Linked DNA regions of Sus scrofa: region 1 is linked to region 2. The links are chromatin contacts, called in public HiChIP or PLAC-seq maps. All regions are on one chromosome and are shown on one strand. The core of a region is the stretch at or near the end of the contact, and the rest is flanking DNA. Distances in the headings are between cores, read along the strand shown.

Region 1 (3,928 bases), core at 1,412-3,911, 260 kb before region 2:
TTGTGCTTTATTTTGAAGAAGGTAATTAAGAGCGCTGAGAAATTTTGGGAAATAAAATTAGTTTTACTGCAATAAGCTGTCCTAAGAGTAGGCCTTTAACAATTATTTATACCCCTAGGAAAACGTGCTGTTGGCTGGAGCAACTAGTATTTGTGGTGTACTTACTATGTGCCTAAGTCTCTACTAGACATTTTCCTTCACTATCACATTAATTCCAGACAATTCTTCAAGGTAGGGTTCATTATTCCTACCTTCTAGATGAGGAACCTCAACAAGCCGAAGAACACGAGCTATGGAGTTAGATCCAGGTATCAATTCTGACTCCATTACTAACTAAGAGGCTCTGTGACCTCAGGTTAGTCAGGTCACCTCCCTGGGTCTTAGTGTCCTTAACTGGAAAGTGGGGATAATATTACCTTCTATCTGTGGTAATATTATCTGTTGCTGCAAATTAGGTAGCGCGCATACAACACTTCACATTTGTGTGATTCACAGTACCTACTAACCAATATAATATGGTTGGTGAATAAGAGATGTTAGGGTCAGGACTTCGGTTAGAAAAACTGGCTCTGAAACAAATCCATTCTGCTTCGGTTCTTCGCTCTCCTCTATCCCCATCTAGGTCATTATATCTTATCTGGGCTCTGGTCTCCCAACAGATTTTCAGGTCTAGTTTCTTCCCTCACCAGTCCAGCTACCACCTTCTAAAACAAAGAGCCAATCCTATAAATCTCAAGAACCTTCAATTGCTCCCTAGCATTTACAGTGTAATGTCCAAACTCTTAAGCTTGGTATGCCTGGCTCTGGTCAAACTGGCTACAACTAACCTTTCCCAGGTTCATCTATCTTTCCTATGATCCCCCAAGTCTGGCCCCACCAGAGGATGTCTTCCTGAGCGGGTCCCAAAATTCTTTATGTCTAGGGCATTGTACATGTTTCTCAGCCTCAAATAATAACAAGCAGGCACTATATGCAGTGCGCTAAACAGACTGTTTTATCCTTACAGACGCTATGAAGTCAATACTATCATTACCCCTTGTTTACAGATAAGGAAACTAAGGCTCAGAGAGGTTAAGTGACTTGCCTACTGTTACAAAGCTGATCAGAGAGGTAGCCAGGAATCACACCCAAGCCCACCAGACACCAATACCTGTGTTTTTCTTTCTTCTTTTTTTCCCCCCCAGTCTTTTTAGGGCCACACTTGCAGCTTATGTAAGTTCCCAGGCTAGGGGTTGAATCGGAGCTGTAGCTACCGGCCACAGCCACACTCGATCCAAGCCACATCTGTGACCTATACCACAGTTCACAGCAACACCGCATCCTCAACCCACCAAGTGAGGCCAGGGATAGAACCCGCGTCCTCCTAGATAAAGTGGGGTTTTCTACTGCTGAGCCACGACGGGAACTCCAATATCTGTGCTTTTCTACTGCATGGATATTCAGTACATCACAGCAAAGACCTACAGGGTTTGTGTTCTAGGATGGCTTCCTACTCAAAGTTTCCTCCATGGTAAACTGAGGACAATAATAACAATTACCTTAAGGGACTGTTGAGAAGAATAATGAGCAAATGCTGGAAAAGTACCTGCCACGTAATTATCATACTTAGAATATTGTTACCTCCCCAAATCCTTCTAAGACCTACAAGACTATGTGGTCAGGACTTCTTACTGTTGACCATACAGGCTAAACATATTCCCATCTCAGTCAGGCCCTTTGCACTCGCTGTTCCTTCTGCCTGGATCAGTTCCCCTCAGATATCTGCATAGGCTACTCCCTCATTTTATTTAGATCTCCGCTCAAATCTCACATCCTCACTGGGACTCGCTGATACCCCATGGAAAACAGCCAGCTCTCCCCATTCTACCCCTTCTACATAACAGCCACAAGCAACGACCGCCCATCTGGCTCTATCCCGCCCCCACATCCTATCACACATTTATTCCTCTATTTTTTGTCTGCCTTCTCTAGAATGCAAGCTCCATGAGGCAGAGACTGGGTCAGTTATGCTCATTCCCTGTATCACCAGCATCAATTCGTGAACTAACAAAAATGCTAGCTGTTTTTATTATTACTAATGCACTAAGGGGCCTTTCCCGCCGAGCTCCACCTGTTAGAAAAGCGTCGTAAGGCCTCCCTCAAATGCCCCCACTCCGGGTTTCTCCCACGACTGCGCTCCCACTCTTCAGCTGACGCGAATCCCTCCTTCGCTCTAGTCGCACATCCCTCCACCCGGGCGGCTCCGAGAGCACTGGCCCCAATCACTTCAAGAGGCTCCCGCTGACACTACCCGTACTAGTCAGCAGAGCCCCAGCCCGTGGAGGGGCAAAGCCGCGGGACCCGACCCGACCCTCTCCGCCGCCCCTGTGGGCCGTCTGGCGGACACTCCGGGCGGAACCCCGGCCCCAGGACCCCGGGGAAAGGCCCGCTCGTTGGCCCCGGCCCGTGGTGGACCTGAACACTGCCTCCAGGAGCCTCAGCCCCCGCGGAGGCCGGACCGGCGGGCAGGGGAACGGGCTAACCGAGTGCCTCCACCAGCCGCCTAGTTCTCTCGCCTCGAGTCGCCCTGATCCTGTCACACCGCCACCACCAGTCGAAACCCTTAGTCACTCACCATCTTGCTTTGGCCGCTCGAGCCGCTGCTGCCGGAAGTGCACTGCCGGGGCGGGCCGTCAGGAGCGGAAGTTGAGAGGGACGCTACGGAAGCCCGATAGGAACCAAATCCCTTACGGACGAAGTCACACACTAAGGGCTAGTGCGGGCGGGTGGGGCAGTGATGTACTAACTTGTGAGATGTGAGCCTTATGAATATTTAACTTGAAAAAGCTTTAAAATCGCAGTTATTAGGTTGTTGTTAACAACCTAAGACAATGACCTCAACTGTCAAGAAACTAAGACAATTGTGAAAATCTTTAAAATATGGCAAAAATCAAACTGAGAAAAACTTTACTGCTTCAAGAACTGGAATGGCATTTGAAACCGCGAAGCTGACATACACTTTTGCACCAACATTTAAGTTCTAATTTGGTCTCTGGAATTAAGCTGCTCGTCTGAGAGTACTTCTTGGTCTCAGGAATCATCTGTGTGTCTATTTTCTGATGAATTCTAACTTGCGATGGTGCTAAATCTTGTCTCAAAAGTCCTTATCTTGCGCCCAGTTTGTAAAGTTCATTGTTTGTTACGTCCATCAAGACATCAGAAAGATGGCAAGCATTCTTTCAACCTTTGGAAACTGCCCTAACAGGTGCTCAAGATTCTGCATCTTGCTGAACTGAAGAGATGGATACCACGCACACACACACCCAGATTAATTCAGGCATTTTAATTTTGAAGCACTAAAAATATTTCCCTAATGCACAGCAGGAAATTAGTCTGTTTCCTCCTCATTAAGATATTGTAATAGAAAGTCTTGACACTGTCAGTCTCCACTAACAATTCTGGCATCTATATGATACATGAAATGATAGACTAGGTTAGGGGGCGGGGCCACTCTCCCTTTATGGATGTTGAAAGCGATTTCTGAGTTGAACAAAATGTCTAGGCAATCTGTGTGAAAGGTGAAGAGGTGCAGTGTCCCTGAAATGGCGTCACATTCAAAGAACATAGGCTAACAGTCAAGGCTTAAGAAGTTATTCGGCTAGATATTCGCCAAGAAGGACTTCTTAAGGCATAGCAAACTCATCCCCCTCTTTTCTCCCCAGCACTGACCCTCTCAATAGTCTCCATCCAGCTGACAGCCATCAGTGTATGGAAGAAATCAGCCTGTTGGAATGCCTCTTCACAAGATACTAATTTTTGATTTAAAAAAGAAGAGCAATTAAATAGGCAATCAACCCATTGGTTAAGAGTGTTGGCCTCCGCTTCAGGTCTCCTTTCTGGCCTCAGAGCTGTGTGGTCTTAGTAAGCTATTTAACCCCCTTTGTGCCTC
Region 2 (3,867 bases), core at 901-3,400:
CTAGCCTGGGGACTTCCATATGCCACAGATGCAGCCATAAAAAGAAAAAAAAAATTAAAGTTCAGGTCTTCAGGGCAGTGCTTATGTGAAAGTGAAGGAGGCAACCAACCACATTACTGCAACGTTAACAAACACTGCATTAAGCTATAATGCCAAGCAGGATAAAAATCTAAAGAAATTCTCCCACCAAATGCCAGCTCATAACATGAGAGCGTTTAGGGACTGAAAAAAAATTCGTGAATGCAAATGGATACTCCCCTTAAAGTTGCAAGTTTCTCCTCTCCCTCTACCATCCCAGACCCAGGGAGGGCATTATCTTACACTTCCAGCTGCTCCTTCTTACAGAGCTTGCTGACTATTAGGAAGGCATGGGAGTCAACTGAGGCCAGGTGTGGCCAGTAATGGGCAAATACGGACCCCAGTTTTAAATCCAGTCATTACTAGATGGCAAATGAACACTTTGGCAGGTTACTTAACTGCTGCACCTCAGTTTCCTCCTCCGTAAAATGGGTATCATACCTACCTCCTGTTCCTTCAACAAATATTTATTGTGCAGCTAGTATGTGCCAAGCACTGAGAATAAGAAGTTAATATAGAAACAGTCTCTGTCCTAGAAAAGCTTGTTTTTCAGGGGGAAAGAGACGACACAAAGAGAAATGAACAAAAGACAAGATATCTTTACAGGTATTCACTACATTTTATAGGTAAGAGAGAGTAACAGAGATGCCCTTAGCTTGGAACATTCTAACACTGACGTGAGCTCTGGAAAATGAAAATGAACCAGCCAAATAACAGTAGGGGAGGGAAAGAAGAGCATTCCAAGTGAGGGAACCCAACCTGTGAAGGCTAGGCGGTGAGATCAAGGTTGTAGTAATTCCAAAAACAGAACGACTTGGGCAAGGAAGACAGGTAGGTGGTCCAGGATGAAGAGGGTAGGCAGGAGTGAGGGGTAAGCTAAAGATCCTGCATTTTATTCTAAGAATAGCCGGACCTCACTGAAGGGCTTTAATAAGCAGGGGAGTACCGTGGTCCAATGTGCCTTTTAAAAATACTACATTCCGTACAACTCTGTACCGAGAATCGTTGGGAGGAAGACAAAAGTCGAAGGAATGAGCCTCCTGTTGGAACTCGGGTAGCTGAAGGCGGTGGGTATAGTGAAGTAGGCTAATTCGGGGGTACGTCGAGGAAATAAGGACAGCTACTGACTCTTCTGGACGCTCACTACGGGCCAGGCACAGCTTGAAGCGCTTTACTGGGTATACACTCATTTTACGCTCGCAACACGACTGTTTCCCTTTATGATGAAACTGGACACAGAAAATCTAAGTGCCTGGCATAGAGTAAGCGCCCAACATGCTAGCTGCCGAGACCATCCACCAGCTACGTGGAGAAGCTGAAATTGCAATCGGCGGAGGGGGACTCCCGCTGGCTGGACCCCGGTCTCGGCAGGACCAAGTGCTCGCGCCAAAGAGGCACTATTAGTGGAGAAAGCCGAGGCCCAAGAGGAGACCCTACCTAGTGTCTTTACAAGATGCTCCGCTCCCCTCGGGATCCGCCTCCAGCCCCACCAGGCACTGAAGAATTCGCGAAACCCGGCTGCCCGCGCACCAGGCCAGAAGGAGCAGAACCACGAGCCCGGTTCCCGCAGCCACCCGGGACCCACCAGAGGCCGCGGAACCCACAGCCTCCATACACGCACCTGAAGCCCCCAGAGCGCGCAGCCGCCTGAGCCCCCGCCCCTTTGCAGCCGCTCGCGCCTGCGCGCAGTTCGAACCCTCCGGGCCGCGGCGCGGGTCTCGTGGCCCTGCCCCTTCCCCTTCCGGGCCGTCCACCACCGGGTCCTAAAGCCCGCTGGATCCCGAGAGGTTGCAGGGGGCTTCCTCAGGAAGGGGCGGAGAGACCTGCCCTCCCCTAGGTCTCCTCTTACTTCCCGGCCACGTCTCCTAAAAGGGGGAGACAGAGAAAGAAGTGTTTCCCCCAGTTCTTCGTTGGTTAATTAGCAAAACTCATCCCCTCTGCAGGAATTCTCGTAGCCTCAGGTTGCCGGATCTCGAGGCAGAGAGGTTTATTTTAAAGGCAGCGAGAGGCTCTCAAGGTTCAAGGAAGGGAATGGCTGAGACCGGTGTCCTGGGAGGAGCGGGCTCTCCTGGGGCGCAGACTGTAAAACCTGCTGTAAAATAAAAGGTTAAATGAGCTCCCTCAGGCTCAACCTCGAATGCCTGTTTTTTCGCAGACACAGGCGTGTCTGCTTCTGTGTGTGTGTGTGTGTGTGTGTGTGTGTGTGTGTTTGAGTGTGAGTGTTGTGGGGGGGTTGTTTTTTTAATCTGATTAAACCGATTTACCAGGAGAGGGGGCTGAAGTAACTCCTTTGCAAAATGGAACCCTCGCCAAATTCCTTGCCTTTGATAAGGATATTAGCTCTGGCATTTGAGCTCAATGGTGTTTTTTATTAATTATTCTCGGAGTTTTCTTCAAACCAGGCGCCTCTCCTAGAGGACTGAATTGAATAACTTTGGTTCGTTTACTGAATGTCTGCTTTGTGCCAGGCACTATGCTCCAGCGCTAGGGTCATCCAGAAGAACAGAACAGACAAACTAGCTACCCCGAAGGGCTCGACCCCAATGACTTGCTGATCTGCACGTGAATCTTGGACTTGACTTGTTTGGATTGGCTCCTTTTACCTTCTTTTTGTGTCTCCTATAATGTTTAGCATAGCGTCATTGAGAAAAATTATCGAAAGTAATTTACTGCAAGGTATGGAGGCAGAAGATGAAAATAATCATGCAGGATACGCTGAAACACTACCTAGCTGAGCTGGGTCCCCAGTCGCGCGCCAAGAGTTAAGGGGACAAGAGGGGCGGAGCCAAGGCTAGAAGCCGGCCTGGAGCCTCTCCGCCATAGGCTGTTCCAAGGAAACGTTATTAAACAAAACCTCTGGCCAATAGAACTGCGGGATCAACGCCGGTGGCTCGCAAGATGTCCAATAGGAGAAGAGGTTGGAGGTGCCCTGAAAAGTTCAGCTTCCTGAACTGCGGTGGGCTTGGCAAGCGATCTCCGATAAAGAGGGCTCTGGCCTCGGAGGTCGTGGATTCACCTCTCTGGACTTGAGTGTGGCAGTCGCGATGTTTTTATCCCAGGCTGGGGCCCAGCCGCGGATGTGGGAAGCCAGCCCTTCGGAACACAAGAAATGGGTGGAAGTAGGTGTCCAGAGGGCTGAGTCTCGGACTTTAACTGGACCTGGGGCTCTCACTTCCATCACCCCGCCTGGCCCTATCTCGGCCGGGTTGCACAGATAAGGACTGTGTCTTGGTTAATGGCTGAGCCTAGGGCTGCAAGCCTTCTGGATCCCGGTCCAGTGTTCTAGCTACTTCCAAGTTCCTTGTTTTCCTTGTGACATCGTCTATTTGTGATAAACCTGTAATCTGCATCTCTCCTCCCGCCTTTCAAAGCCAGTCGCTTGGCCTCACCTTCCTTAATCCAGGATTTACTTCGGGTTAGAATTTATGCCAGGGGTTTAAAGGAATTAATCTAGCGATTAAGTCGTTTGCACTTTTTGGCGGGTAAATTTTAGCGCATCCTTAAGATTTCTTGAGAATTAAAATTAGGTAATGAAATTCCATTTCTGAGCCCTACTCCTCGGCTGAGTTTTAGATTTGGGAGGTCTAACTTAATATGTAAGTAATAAAAATAATAGAAGAAATAGTTTCTGCCTTATTAACTAAAGATATTTAATGTTCTTTAGGTATTTAAAGCATGCGATGAAGATAACAAAGGCTATCTAAGCAGAGAGGACTTTAAAGTTGCTATTGTAATGCTGTTTGGTTACAAGCCCTCCAAGGTAGAGCTTTCTTTTGTATTTGGGGCTGG

Evidence for each region. HiChIP or PLAC-seq counts read pairs in DNA pulled down with a chosen protein or histone mark.
Region 1: an H3K27ac HiChIP or PLAC-seq map of alveolar macrophages shows a contact between it and region 2. The contact joins the promoter of PSMC1 here to the promoter of TDP1 in region 2. A contact is called at or near these places in 1 of 47 Hi-C or Micro-C datasets (liver) and 1 of 2 datasets of contacts at active chromatin or transcription factors (alveolar macrophages).

Annotation. Positions count from the first base shown.
Region 1 is chr7:112,026,637-112,030,564 of Sscrofa11.1, reverse strand. PSMC1 (proteasome 26S subunit, ATPase 1) reads right to left here and starts at 2,661. Exons shown (of 11, transcript NM_001244151.1): 1 at 2,615-2,661. The coding sequence starts at 2,617.
Region 2 is chr7:111,765,377-111,769,243 of Sscrofa11.1, reverse strand. It overlaps TDP1 (tyrosyl-DNA phosphodiesterase 1), which reads right to left and starts at 2,150. Exons shown (of 17, transcript XM_005666389.3): 1 at 1,700-2,150. EFCAB11 (EF-hand calcium-binding domain-containing protein 11) reads left to right here and starts at 2,987. Exons shown (of 8, transcript XM_021099597.1): 1 at 2,987-3,197; 2 at 3,743-3,838. The coding sequence starts at 3,123.